Regions from separate parts of the Mus musculus genome. Here regions 1, 2 and 3 are each linked to region 4. The links are chromatin contacts, called in public HiChIP or PLAC-seq and promoter capture Hi-C maps. All regions are on one chromosome and are shown on one strand. The core of a region is the stretch at or near the end of the contact, and the rest is flanking DNA. Distances in the headings are between cores, read along the strand shown.

What was found. Promoter capture Hi-C pulls out the DNA fragments that hold promoters and counts their contacts. HiChIP or PLAC-seq counts read pairs in DNA pulled down with a chosen protein or histone mark.
Region 1: a contact with region 4 is called in a promoter capture Hi-C map of hippocampal neurons, with 11 times the contacts expected there. The contact joins the enhancer-like site here to the promoter of Mroh5 in region 4. A contact is called at or near these places in 14 of 39 promoter capture datasets (3T3-L1-derived adipocytes, the C10 cell line, cranial neural crest and 7 more), 1 of 15 datasets of contacts at CTCF or cohesin (stem cell-derived epiblast-like cells), 3 of 115 datasets of contacts at active chromatin or transcription factors (embryonic basal ganglia, embryonic forebrain and forebrain) and 4 of 9 other capture datasets (adipose tissue, embryonic stem cells, liver and 1 more).
Region 2: an H3K27ac HiChIP or PLAC-seq map of embryonic stem cells shows a contact between it and region 4, with 4 times the contacts expected there. The contact joins the enhancer-like site here to the promoter of Mroh5 in region 4. A contact is called at or near these places in 5 of 39 promoter capture datasets (the 3T3-L1 cell line, cranial neural crest, embryonic stem cells and 2 more), 1 of 484 Hi-C or Micro-C datasets (embryonic stem cells) and 4 of 115 datasets of contacts at active chromatin or transcription factors (embryonic basal ganglia and embryonic stem cells).
Region 3: a contact with region 4 is called in a promoter capture Hi-C map of embryonic stem cells, with 5 times the contacts expected there. The contact joins the promoter of 4933427E11Rik here to the promoter of Mroh5 in region 4. A contact is called at or near these places in 17 of 39 promoter capture datasets (the 3T3-L1 cell line, the C10 cell line, the HPC-7 cell line and 10 more), 9 of 484 Hi-C or Micro-C datasets (the HL-1 cell line, the N1E-115 cell line, cerebral cortex and 2 more), 3 of 115 datasets of contacts at active chromatin or transcription factors (embryonic stem cells, large pre-B cells and stem cell-derived neural progenitor cells) and 1 of 9 other capture datasets (liver).

The regions. Positions count from the first base shown.
Region 1 is chr15:74,456,960-74,460,398 of GRCm38.p6, forward strand. All of the region lies in intron 2 of Gm32168 (predicted gene, 32168), which reads right to left. Among named protein-coding and RNA genes, the nearest start is that of Gm32168, 29 kb to the right of the region's middle. Within about 2 kb of position 2,167, at least 11 of the 459 cell types and tissues checked have an H3K27ac peak or open chromatin away from gene starts, as enhancers often do. A contact at or near this core is called in hippocampal neurons, where this site is marked.
Region 2 is chr15:74,657,199-74,660,479 of GRCm38.p6, forward strand. No RefSeq gene overlaps it. Among named protein-coding and RNA genes, the nearest start is that of Arc, 14 kb to the right of the region's middle. Within about 2 kb of position 1,948, at least 58 of the 459 cell types and tissues checked have an H3K27ac peak or open chromatin away from gene starts, as enhancers often do. A contact at or near this core is called in embryonic stem cells, where this site is marked.
Region 3 is chr15:74,707,675-74,710,619 of GRCm38.p6, forward strand. 4933427E11Rik (RIKEN cDNA 4933427E11 gene) reads left to right here and starts at 1,487. Exons shown (of 1, transcript NR_033197.1): 1 at 1,487-2,700. Jrk (jerky) reads right to left here and starts at 1,648. Exons shown (of 2, transcript NM_008415.6): 1 at 1,573-1,648; 2 at 1-190.
Region 4 is chr15:73,837,749-73,840,973 of GRCm38.p6, forward strand. It overlaps Mroh5 (maestro heat-like repeat family member 5), which reads right to left and starts at 1,923. Exons shown (of 11, transcript NM_001368162.1): 1 at 1,820-1,923. It overlaps Gm6569 (predicted gene 6569), which reads left to right. Exons shown (of 4, transcript NM_001374241.1): 4 at 1,681-2,160. The coding sequence ends at 2,141.

The DNA.
Region 1 (3,439 bases), core at 917-3,416, 620 kb after region 4:
TAAGACACATTCAAAGACAGAAGGAGAGGAAATGGCCAACTCCAATATTGTACGAAAAAGTGAAAACAGATGAACTAATTTTTAGCTCGAAAGGTTAGAAAAAGAACAACAAATAATTCAAAAATAGCCACAAGGAAAGAAATAATGCAAATAAAAGCAAAAGGCAATGAGGCAGAAAATAGAAAACACGAGACCTAATTAATAAATCAAAATGATGTTTTCTAAAAAAAAAAAAAAAATAACAGATAGATGTCCAACAACTAACTTAATCAAGAAAACAGGAAGAGGGTTAGGAGGGGCCCAGTTGATAGCATGCTTCCTTAGCATGCCCAGGCTCAGGGCTTGGTACCCAGCACTGTGTTATATTGGGTCAAATGGCCCACACCTACAGTCCTAGCACTCAGGAGATGAAGGCAGAATAACCAGCTTTCAAGAACACTTTTAGCTACGCAGCAAGTTCAAGGCCAGCCTGGGTTACATGAAACCCTGCCTCAAAATGAAAACAAAACAGAAACACAGTATGGCTGCCCTGTAGAAGCCGAAAGAGAGCACAGCACAGGATGTGGAGTCCGGGTCCCGCCCACTCCTGAACTGGAGCCAACAAAGGTCACAGAGAGTGGGACTCCATCAGGCAAGGGATGATGACCCTGGGACCCGCCGAAAAACCAAGCTTCTGCTAGGGAAAGGATAGGAAAATCAAAACTGCCCTGAGAAGGAGCCTCGGGACAAGGCTACTGGGACACAGCCAGCTTCTCTCTTGCTCTGAAAAATGGATCCAGACCACTACGAGCAACAGAAGAAGAATTCTGACTACTTGGGATTTTCTTAACTATTTTTAAAAGATCCTTTGAAACATTTTCCTTTGTTTTGCATGTTGGGGGATAGGGGTAGGAGACTATGACACTCACCCAACAGTGGACAGAAGATAACTTGCAAGAGTCAGTCCTGTCCCACGGATCAAAATTGCTCAGGTCATCAGGGTTGGCAGCAAGCCCCTTTGCCTACTGAGCCACCTCACTGACCCTGGGTCTAACGGTTTTTATGACACACATGTAACAATGATGTGCAAAACTGAAACAGTCCAAAAATCAAAAGAAAACCAATATCCATTGGAAGAATAGTAAGTTAAATGCTAAGAAACAAGATTCAAAGCCCCGTTGGTTGGATTTGATGTCCTAGGAATAAACAGCTGACTCAGCACTTGGAAATACATATATGTGGCATCCTTTATTGGTGGACCTACACAAGGGAGCTCGTGGGTCCTCATATATATGTGTGCTACAAATATACTCACAAAACCCAATACTTGTTGCTGGTAAATGGCTTTGGTGATAAACACCTGCCCACCCTTAAACAAGCATCTCACTTAACAAGGAGACACCAGGCACTGCCCCCAAAGCTTGGGCAGACATATGGATTTTCTCTATAAGGTTCAACTCCCTGTGGATGGACCAGCTAGAGTCAGCCACTGGGATGAGGAAGAAAGGAATCACACAGCCAAAATGAAACCGTCTCTGCAAGCAGCTCCACAGTTTGGGTGAAACCCTACAGTCACAACCCAAACACCGGCATGAGATATTCATATGTAGAAACCAATAGCTGGGACTGGAGAGATGACTCAGTGGTTAAGAACACTTTACTGGAGTTCAGTGCCCAGCTCCCACGCTTCACAACTCACAACCACCCATAAATCCAGCTCCGTGAGATTAAAAACCCTCTTCTGGCTCCCATCAGGACCTGTCTATACTCACACAGATACACAGACATGCACATAAATAAAAATGAAGAGTCTTAAAGAAAATGATTCACACACAAATTCCCAAGTTGAGGAGAAAACGGAGAAACGCCAACTCCAGCAGCAACAGAGCAGTGGACCTGAGAGGGTGTGACACTGGGGACTGGAAAGGGGCTTATGAGGGAGCCCCAGACAGACACAGCTCTGTAGAGACACACTCTAGACTTTGGATGCGACAGCTCTGCTTCTCAAAGACACCGATTCTCCCACCATGCGAAAGGAGTGAGCCAACAGCATCTTTATGGAGCTAGACAAATTGACAGGGAAGTTCATGTGGGAAAACAAACGCATGAGAACATACAGGAAGACACCAAACAAACAGAAAGGCCTAGAACTGGCAGACTTGAGCAGATCCTGGAGCAGCGTCCTGGCACATGCCACAGCGTGGGTGGATCCCGAACACATTCCATAGCCAGGCACCGACAGCCTGGTGCTGTACAACTCTGCCTGCATGAAATGTCCACAGCATGCAAACCCAAGACACAGCCAGGATCCTGCCGGAGGTGAGCAGGGAGGGGTGGCCACCCCGGACAGAGACTGTCCTAGATCTCAGTCATAGCATGGATACATCACTCTGTGAATAGGCCAAACCCACTGAATTGTACATTTGAAAGGGGCGAGCCTTTGGTGTGTGGATGACATGACAATGGAGCTGTTATTAAAAAATGCTAGAAAGTCCCTATAATTAAAATGCTGTGCATGAAAACACAAACAGACCAGGGAATAGGGGGGGTCTAAAAATAGGTCCCTGCAACTATGGAAATGCAGCGTGAGATAAACGAAGCACCCAGGATCAAAGACGAGCTTTCCCTAAGTGGTGCTGGGACATCTGGCCAGCCATGTGGAAAAATAAAAATCGATTCATGCCTCACATAATAAAAAGGAGTATCTTCCAAACACATCATCGCTGTCACTGTAAAAGATGGAACAACGAATGTGCTAGCACAAAAAGAAGATATTCCGGTGGGAAAGGGGAGAGCCAAGAGGGACGACTCACAACATGCCCTGCAGGTACAGCAAGCACAGTGCAGGCACAGCAAGCACTGTTCCCGGACAGTAACTATGAGCGGCGTAAGCCATGGGCAGCAGGAAATGGTGGCTGTGGTGTGAGAGCTCATGGATACTGGGCAAACAGGAGAAAAGGGGTTTGGGGGATTGTTTGTTTGTTTGTTTGTTTGTTTGTTAAATGGAAAAGAATATACAAAGAAAGTTCATGGGTGTTACACAAAATAGGCTTAAAGATGTGACCAGAAGTCCACATCTCTGTAAACTGGAGATGTGCAGATCAGAGCTAGAGAGGGCTCCTCCCCTGCTGGCCACAACCCAACAAGACAAAGGGCTACAGAAGCTGCCCTGCTGTCTTTTTCTGAGCATCATGAGAACCTGTTCTCAGACAGTGGGTACCACAGCCACTCCACTCTCCATAAGCAGATGTCCCTAGGGTGCAGGGACAAGGACTGCTGTAACCCTGTCAGGATGGGATTCCCTGACAATCAGGTCCCAGACGCTAATCCCTGGATAAGCAGGTTATCCATAGAGACCAGGCAACACGAACAAGGTATGCCCTTCTGCCTCTGGAAAGAATACAGGAGGTCTTCATAGGTGGTGGGAAGAGTACCAGCAAGTACTAAGAGTACCAAGTAC
Region 2 (3,281 bases), core at 698-3,197, 820 kb after region 4:
TATGACTTACGATCAGTCCGAAGCTCATGAAACACTTGTCAGGTGGGCAGTGGTAGAGCATGCCTTTAATCACAGCACTAGGGAAACAGAAGCTGGCGGATCTCTGAGTTTGACGCCAGGCTAGTCTTCTGCTTGAGTTCCAGGACAGCCAAGGCTACAAAGAAACCTTGTCTCAAAATAAAATAAAAAGTAAAATAAAATAAAGAAGAAGAAAAAAGGAAGAGGAGGGAGGAGGAAAAGAGGAAACTAGACAAATATCCTTATTCCCAGGGACCATCAGACATAACGAGTCTCTGGAAAATCCCGTAAATAGGTGACAGCTACACTAAGGACAGTGCATGCCTCGAGCCTTAATTCTTAATTTAGCTGTATGAGGTGAGAGCTTTTAATCTCCAAAGACTGATCCCTTACTCTCCCTAGTCTCCAAAGAGAATAAAGAGGGGCAGACTGGAACTGGAAGTCGGCTGGACTGATTACGATGGAAGGAATGTCCCTCCTTTGGTGAGGTTGCTTGGGATACCAGACAATCATGACCATCACTGAATCCTCTTGACATTTTAAGTCAGGCACATGAACACTGAGGTCTTCAAATCCCAGGAGAATAACTAATACTGTGGTGGCTATGGTCACCTGACCATCGAGTGTGGGCCTCGAGAGACCAACGAGGCAGAGAATTCTGGACTATTCCCAGGACAGTGCTTGACAATACCCTCTCCACATGCTGTCCATCCATCCAGGCCTCGCCTTATGCCTTGCTCCTCATTTCTATAGCCCTGAACCTCTGAAGTTCTGCAGGGCCTGCCTCTGCCACTTGGCTCTGAGTTCTCTGTAGTTCACCATCTGGGTTCCTAACATCTTTCTTAACCCACTCGAGACTGTGTAGAACCTTCATAGGCTTAAAAGCCATCTTTGTAGGTTCATTCCTGCTTATGGCAAACCTCTGTTTCTCCAGGGTTAGGCTTTGCTACACCTGTAACCTTACTACCAATGGCTCTGTACTGCTGGCTGCAGGAATGGCAGTCATGTCTTTGTTTCAGAACTTAACATCCATCTTTCAACCATATCTTTGTTTCAAAAGGGTTGTTAATGCTGCCTTGTTATAACTACCTGTTACAACAACCTTGCAATCATGTTGTTTTGTTTCAGGAGGTCGTTATGGCTAACTTGTTCTGCTCCTGTAACCCTGTACCTGTTTTGCTCAACAAATCCCCTATTTGGAAACCTCCTACCCCTGAGCTATAAAAACCCTTTCTTCTGAATCACATCCAAGGCTGACCTCTTGAACCCTGCTTTGGGGAGAGGCAACCAGTGGACATGAATTTAAAAGTTTTGCTTGAATTAATTGCTTGCTTACTTGCTTGCTTTAATTTGCCCATGATAATTTGAGTCGGTAGTCTTTCTCTTCCCATCTTTGGGATTAGCAACTTCATCTCCATCAGCTCTCTTCCTCTGCCTCCAACAAGGCATCTTTAAACTCCTTAAACACTGCTTTAGGCTTTATAAAACCTTGTCACTGTGTAGCATGTGTACATGCATGTGTACATGTGTGTGTTTCACAGTCTGATGTATGACCTGGGAGTTAATGAGAATAAAAGAACCTGTTTGCTTTCACCAACCATCAAAGGAAACCAGGACTACTTGGCAAATTACAGTCAACAAAACAAACATAGCCTGAAAATTTACTCTTATTCAATAAATTCTACTTTGTTGACCAATATGTGTCCATCCATATTTCTGGCAGAAGAGGCTCATGATAAGAGCCTGTGGAACATTCCATCCGCCTAGAGCCACTCAGTACACCAGAACCCCAGGGAGTCTAGAAGAGAAGCCTGGACCTCATCCACTGAGGTTCACCCATGTTATTCCCAGCCCTTGTATTGCGCAGGAAAGCTCCCCTTTATGGCCCCAGCTCAGTTTCTGGATAAGGATGCCAGCAAAACCCCGCTCAGCACCACGGACAGAGCTGCACAGTGCGTTACCACCATGACATAGCATTTTTCTGTTAGCCAGGGTAGAAATGAGAATAGTGAAAGTAATTTTATAGCCCAGTATGTCCAAAATATCTCCCCATGTATGAAGTATTTCAGAGATTAACCAGATGAGTCCCGTGGCCAGTGAGAGCAGAGAAAAGAGGGACTGTCTGGGCTTATCTGCTGGCCTACCTGCCCTGGGGCTCTGTCTGAGGAGGTTGGGCTTGGCCCTGGGAACTCAGTTTGATGAGCTCAAGATTCTTAGGTAGAAGAAAGCTTCCTCGGAACAGTCTGTGGTCCCTGGAGCTGGCCAAGCTGGGGGAGGCAGGGGAAGGAAGATTGCAGCCTTAAAGCCCAGCCCTGAGGCTCTCCTTCAGCCTACACAGCTCTTTGGGACTCCAGGCTTGGAGCTTCCCAGCTCCCTGTGGGTGGAAGCAGTGACAGGCGTAGGCCGCTGTTAGCGGGAGAATTGCTCCAGGCATACACAAAGTGCTGGCTGTCCAGGTCCCCTACACTCACCTGTAGGTGGCCACAGACTGTAGGAGAGAGGGGAGGGGGCGAGAGCAAGCATTGTGAGATGGGGAACAACATAGAGCAGGAGGATCCACAGGAACCGTCCTTGCGGTCCCAAGTCAGGTCACATGCACCTCCCTCTGCTTTGCTGGTCCATTCCTGAGTTCAAGGTTAGTCGTAGGGCAGATAGTGCCGGAGCTGAAGTGTCTGTGACCAGGACCCAGGATGGTGAGGAGTGTCTGAGAGGGAGGGTGACAGTGAGGTCTTGTATCCTGGCTGGGGAATGATGCATGTTTTACAAGAGATTTCTAATTCCTCCTTCCAATGATTCCAATCACAGATCTCCCAGGGACCTTTCTTCAACCCAAATCTCCCAATCTATGTATAAATGCACACATGTGCACACACACACACACACACACACACACACACACACACACACCTGCCAGGGTCTGAAGCCTATCCAACAGGAATACTGTGGTTACTCTCGCTTGGTTCCCATAGCAATGCCTTAGAGGGTGGGGGAGGGGCAGAGGTGGAGACACAGAGAAGGTAAATAAAGAGCAACAGCTTCAAAACTGAGCAGCTGGGAGCAGCCAAGAGATCAGCTTCCATCACTGAGGCTGCAGTCTGATAAGCAGCTCTGTCCTGTCTCCTTCCTATTGCAGGCTCATGTGCCGCTCTTGCAGACCCAAACCCCCAGGTTCAGGGCATGTGACCAGTCTCTGGGATCCCAGCTGTGTCCTGGGGCTCACTCTAAATAGGACACAAGTGGTGTCCCTTGCTGTCCAGTATGCT
Region 3 (2,945 bases), core at 237-2,736, 870 kb after region 4:
GGAGACAGGAGAGCTACCCTGGACTGCTGGGGTGCACCTGGAGCCTACGGCCTCCACACAGATGTCACAATGTGGCAGCTTTCCCCTTCAACTGTGTCCAGGTTTCAGGCTAATGAAGATTTGATGGCCCTAAGCTGGAGATACTCCTTGTGAGGATTCACAACGTTGCTTAACCCATACACTCCAGGAACTAGAAAAGCAGAGGAGAAAGAAAAATGTTACTAAGAGCAAGCACTCAAGATATGCTTAGATTTTAAACATCAGTGCCATTTGGCCTGTGTGTGTGTATGTGTGTGTGTGTTAACCAGCCCTTCCTTTCAGACGACACAGTAAGCAGCACCAGCAACCTTTAGAAATGTTCAGAAAAGGCTAAGAGTCACAATGCATAACTAACGCCTTCTCTCTCCCTGTAAATCTTATCTGGAATGCTCCTCCCAATCGAGCATTCGATAAGTCAGAAGGCCACAGAGTTACTTCCACAAGCAGTATAAAAGTGCACCCCAGACCACAACATAAGACACACGAGTCATTTATTCAAATGAAGTTCCAAAGATAGGCAGGGAATACAGCTTGCCACCGGCCAGCTGTGTAACTCTATTCCCTTAAGTCAGTCTCCTGGTCTGCAGAACTCAGTGCTGGTCCCCAAGGCTCTCCTCTGCTAGTTAGATCGAGGATAGTGTGCATACCACTGGCACACAGTATTTGTTGTGGGCACTTCACTGTGGAGCAGAGGGAAATCAAGGCCAGAGTCTACTCTCAGGGGTAATGTTTAACCCAGGCAGCCGAGGAATTCCTCAGCAACTTAGGCTACCGGGAGGCTCAACTTATGATGGCTTAGTGCCTGCCCTGCAGATGTGTTGAGAGTGGTTTAGTGACTGAAGACACCCACTTCAGAAATGAAATTTTTGCCAAGCTCCATGTAGTGGTCCAAGCCTACCATCTCAGCACTTGAGAGACTGAGGCAGAATGGCTTTGAGTACAGTGCCAGCCTGGGCTACCCAGTAAGTGCTAATGTAGGGGGAAAGGGGAAAGAGGAAATTTGAATTTGGTACCACTCTTAGAACCTCTTAAACGTGACTGCAGAGATCCAGGAGGCTTCTACCTTGGGAAGAACTGTTCCAAGGGAACACTGATAACCAAGGACCACTTGAACAGAAGCTTAAAGGACCTTTTCTGGAGCGGGAGTATAAAGTGGGAGAAGCTCCTAAGAGGAGAGGCAAATTTCTTCCCGCAGGTCCTGAGACGTCTGGGGAATGGATGGAAGAAACAGCCTGCAACCTAGCTGCAGCCCAGACGACACACGGGGGAAAAAAAACAAAAAACAAAAAACTCAAAACACAGGCAAGAAACGAATGAAGGGGTCCGGGGAGAGCCAGGAATAACCGAGCTTGCCCGGTCTGCGGACTGGTGAAGCGCCTGGGAGCCGAGGGGACCTGAGAAGGGATGCTCGAGTCCCGAATGCGACTCGATTCCCGAGCGCAGAAACAACGATGATCGTCCGGCTCTGGGATGAGCCTCCAAGTCAGTCGGCGGAGGCGGCGGCCCAGCCCCGCACGGCCCAGCCCCACTCACCTGCGGACCCCGTGCCGCCGCTACCGGCCGGAAACGCCAGCCACGCAGCTCTCCACCGGCCCGCTCTTCTCGGCCTTCCCCGACCCACTTCCGGGGGACGCTCTAGACCACCGGGAGACTTCTGTCTCGGTGGTGTCTAGGTCGCTAAGGGGCGACCAAGCAAGGAAGCGGTCCGGGCCCAGCGGCTCAGCCTCCGGTAGAACAACAAAAGCCACAGGGCGCTTCGCGTTTCCTGAGGAACGGAATCTTCGAGCGGAGCGTCCGATCCTGGGAGCCATGGCCCGGAGAGCACGGACGGAAGGCTGGGTCCAACGCCACCTTGCGGTGGGAGGTACCCAAGGCCCGCCGGTTGCCAGGACCCCCTTTCCATCCTTGTGGACCCTTCTTTTAGCTAGGATTCAAAACGTGTCCAATTTAGACGATGCTGATGATGAGATTTGAATCGTAGTATATAGCGTAGAGGCTTTGAGAGGCATTGAGATGAAATGAACCATTTTGTATGTTGAACATACCTGAATTCGATCAGTTGTGTGGGTGCCCAGTCTCTAGATCCCTGAACCTGCGAGTTCAAGAGCTGAAAGGAACTTGGCAGGCATAACCAAAAGAAAGTCGTCGAAGTATAAAGTTTATTCTGATTGTCTGTAAGCACAACGGTTCGTTGTTAAAGGATCGAGTGAGAGAAGACACTCCAAAGGAAGGCTATGAACTGACAACAGAGCCTGAGCCTTGTGCTTTGAAGATGGAGGAAGACTACCATTCAAGAAGTGCAAGTGGTTTACAGGAGCTCCAAAAGGCGGGGAAACTTCGGACTACAGACCTGTTGGCACCCTGATCTCAGTACCCTGGGTCCTCAGAAGTGGGAGAAAACATAATTGTGTTGTTTTGGGACCTCCACACGGGGGTGATTAGTCACAGCTCCATAGAAACACAGATTGTGGAAACTTGTTCCTCCTTAATTCACACCCTTGCCTGAGTACCCAGGACCCGTCTGCCTGTTCTTCCCCACCCTCTCTTGTTAAATCTCTTGCTCTCTCCATTCAAATTCCCCAGGGATCTCCAGTACAAGATTTTTAATAATACCAAGGAAGGCTGGGTGGCTCCCAAATCCATGTCTCCTTCCAGAATCTCCTCTCTGATGTCGAAACTTCTGTCTCTTCCCAGGACCTGGACATAACATGCACCTTGAACACAGTGTTTCTGAAATGAAGATGGGAGCCTTGTGATTGGCCTGGTGCTACCCATGGTTTTTCCTGGCAGTTCCACCATCCCACTCACCCTGAACTCTTCCTCATGCCCCACACCCATTCCACCACATCTGATTGGCCTTGCCCCCAGAATCTATTTTTTTGGATTCCCTCCTTCCCTCCACCCCC
Region 4 (3,225 bases), core at 673-3,172:
CATCCCACCCCTTCCCTCCCTTTCCCTCTTCCCTCCCTTCTCCCCTCCCTCCTCCCCTCCCTCCCCAGGTGATTTCATCCACTCTTTTGGCTCTAAATGCCATTTCCCCAGGTCTGTCTCCAGCCAGCTATGTTCTCCATGGGTCTATCTGAAGGCTTCAACCCAACCCATCCCAAATCAAACTCTCCACCCTCTGACCTCAGTTGCTTCTCTTTCATCTTTGCCCTTCTCTAGCAAGTGGTGGCCAGAGGTTTCCCTCCTCCACAGCGCTCCCACTCCACGTCTCCACACTAACTAGCTTTAAGACATCTTCAGACAGCAGGGCTCTTCTCACTGCTGTCCTGGCGACAGCGGCTTCACCCAGACCAGAGGCAGCTACCACTGCCCTCTGTACTGTACCTCTGTAACTATACTCACCTGGAACAATGGCAGGCTGATAAAACCATCCTGCCCATGCCCAGGGCTGTCACTGTCCCCTCTCCCACGACCCACTGCAGCCCTCTCTCCTCCAAAACTTGTCTCTACCAGCACCTCAGAGGAATTCCCACAGCCCCTTCTGTGGCTTCACCCGATCCTGGTACTGAGGAGTAAGACAGAGACTTCGAAGGCAGCCAGGGAGACAGGATAGGCTGCAGGGATTGGGGCAGGGTTCACTGGTCCTCTGAGCTGTAGATTGAGGGTGTGACCCTTGCAGGTCCTGCCTGTGCATCTCAAACCATCTGCAGGTCTGGCTCTCCCCACTGGGCTAGGTGGGTCACCTCCAGTTCATCTCTCCTCCTGGCATAACACCCCTCATCCTGCTCAAGGTTCTGACTCAAGAAGGCATTTGTTTATCTACGGAGGTGGAAGAACAGGCTTTGCTGTCTGGCTCATGGCTACAGGCAGTACCTAGTCCAGAGCCTGATTGCACACAGCAGGTGCTCAGTAAGTGCACTAAGTAAGAATAGTAACAGAGGCCCCTCGGCATGGGTGCGGCACTGTGGGGGTTTATTGCAGCCCTACAGCATGGTTTTCCTATCCTTAGACCTTTGCCTGTAGCAAATATGGAATGTTGACCCCAATTGCATTGTGGGAGCCCACATATTTTCTAGCCTGAAACTGGGACTGGTCCCCATCCAGGGGACCAGCATCTGCTGCCATGCCAAGTCCCTGCACCCCGTATCTCCCCGTGAGAGCTCCACTCTCCTTACCCTTGCTTCCTCCTCATGGGAACCAAGCTGAAGACCCCAGGCCAGGCCCACAGTCTGCATATTCACAGTAGTCAGCTTGGATTTTGTTGATCCTCCTGCCCTAACGGCTGCTTGCCGCCACCTGCTGGGTGAATCCTACTATCTGAGCCTCCTGGCTAACTCGCTTCCTCCCCATCTTGAACTTTCTGCCCAGCAGCCTGACTTTTTCATACTCTCGGGACCTTGCAGGCCTTCACAGCCTGCTGATGCTGTTCCTCAGGACAGTGGACAACTTCCCCTTTGCAGGGAGAGGTGACAGGAGGTAGGAGAGAGGTCAGGGATGGAGGCAGGTCCCCCTTAGGTGTTGAGAAGGGGCTCATTTCTCACTCCCCAGTGGTCCCCACCTGTTTCTTCTGGCCCAGTGGCCTCTCCTTCCATGACCCCAGCCTCCCCGCGCCGGGGACAAGCGTGTCCCCCCCCCAGCCCCCGCTGACTGTCGCGCCCGCCGCAGGACCGGCTGCACCCCCCGCACCGCGCTTCCCCGACATCTACGGCGGCGACGCGCAGCTTTGGGAGGCGCATTTCCGCGGCATCGGGCGCGCCTACCGCGCTTTGGGCAAAGAGGACGACTTCGCTATCCGCGTGCTCACCGAGGACTTCACGCTGCCTTTCCCGTTCGCCTGGCCGCCAGGCCCGGACCCGGCCACCGGGCCGCTCTTCTACGACCCGCGGGACCGCGCGGGCTTCGACTTCCTGCTGCGCGGCCCCGGCGCGCCTCCCCCAGCGCTGCTGCGACCCCTGCACGCCACGGCGCAGGCGGCCGAGCGCAAGCGGCGCCTGGAGCGCCTGGCGCTGAGCTACGCCGGCGCTGGCAGGCCACCCGGCTTGGTGCTGCTGGCGCCCGCCGCCGCCGCCTTCCCTCCCGAAGCTGGCCGTCCTGCTTGGCGCGCCCTTCCCCGTGACAGTGAATAAAGCCTCTGCTTCTCCCGTTCCCGCGTCTGGCCTCGCCCTGTACCGTGAACCAGGGAAGCCGGGGAGGGGACGCGGGACACGATGCCTGCACCTTCTCAACCGCCTAGTGAGTCTGAGAGTCAGGTGGAAAAGGTGACTCCGGCAGGCTGTGAGGATGAGATGATCCTGGGGAAGGTGGGAGGTCAGGACTTCATCCCCCAGTTGTCATTCTTGCTCAGCTCTAGGATGGGAAGTTACACGATCTCATCTGGTGTGGACTGCTTGGCCTCCAAGGAGTAGCTGGATGCTGGCTGTCCTTGTGTCTCACTCCAAGGGCCACCGCGTCTCAGGTTTCTATGACAGTCGCTAGGGATGCACAAGGGTAGAGTGTAAGCATGGAAAATATGAGAGAGGCAGTGTCAGGAAGGAGTTCTGACAGTCTCCAGCCTGCCTTCTTCTCTGTCCCCTCCCAGAAGGATCCTGTCTACTCCCTTGAAAATCCGAGAGGATTTCCTGGAATATGGCACATGTGACCTGGGCTTCCAGCTTGTCCCTATCTAGGTCGAAAATTTTAGGCAGAAGTCTGTGTGGGCAGCAAGGAAGGACTGCCTAGCCCTGGTGACATCTCTACATCGTGTGATATCAAGCAGTAAGGCTGAGTGGCCTTTAGTGAAAGGGCCAGGCTCCATCCTGATTTGGGGGGTGGGGGACCTTTGGGTTCCTGGTGTAGAGGAGCCTGTGGGCTGGAGGCCCGTTTCCACACAAGAGCATCTGGACTTGAGATTTTGCTTCTGTTTTTGTTTGTTTCTTCTAATACAGGAGTTATTTATAATTTCCCAGTGCTGGGAGGAAAAAAAAATTCCAAGTCTTGGCAGAACAACTTAGATGGAATGTTCACTTTAGGGGATGTGGTGGAGAAGCAGGGACAGGAGAGGGAAGAAAGAGGGGGAAGAGGAGAAGGAGCAGGAGGAGGAGGGAGAGGAGGAGGAGGAGCAGGAGGAGCAGGAAGAGAAGAAGGAGGAGCAGGAGGAGCAGGAGCAGCAGGAGGAGCAGGAGGAGCAGGAGCAGGAGGAGGAGCAGGAGGAGGAGCAGGAGCAGGAGGAGG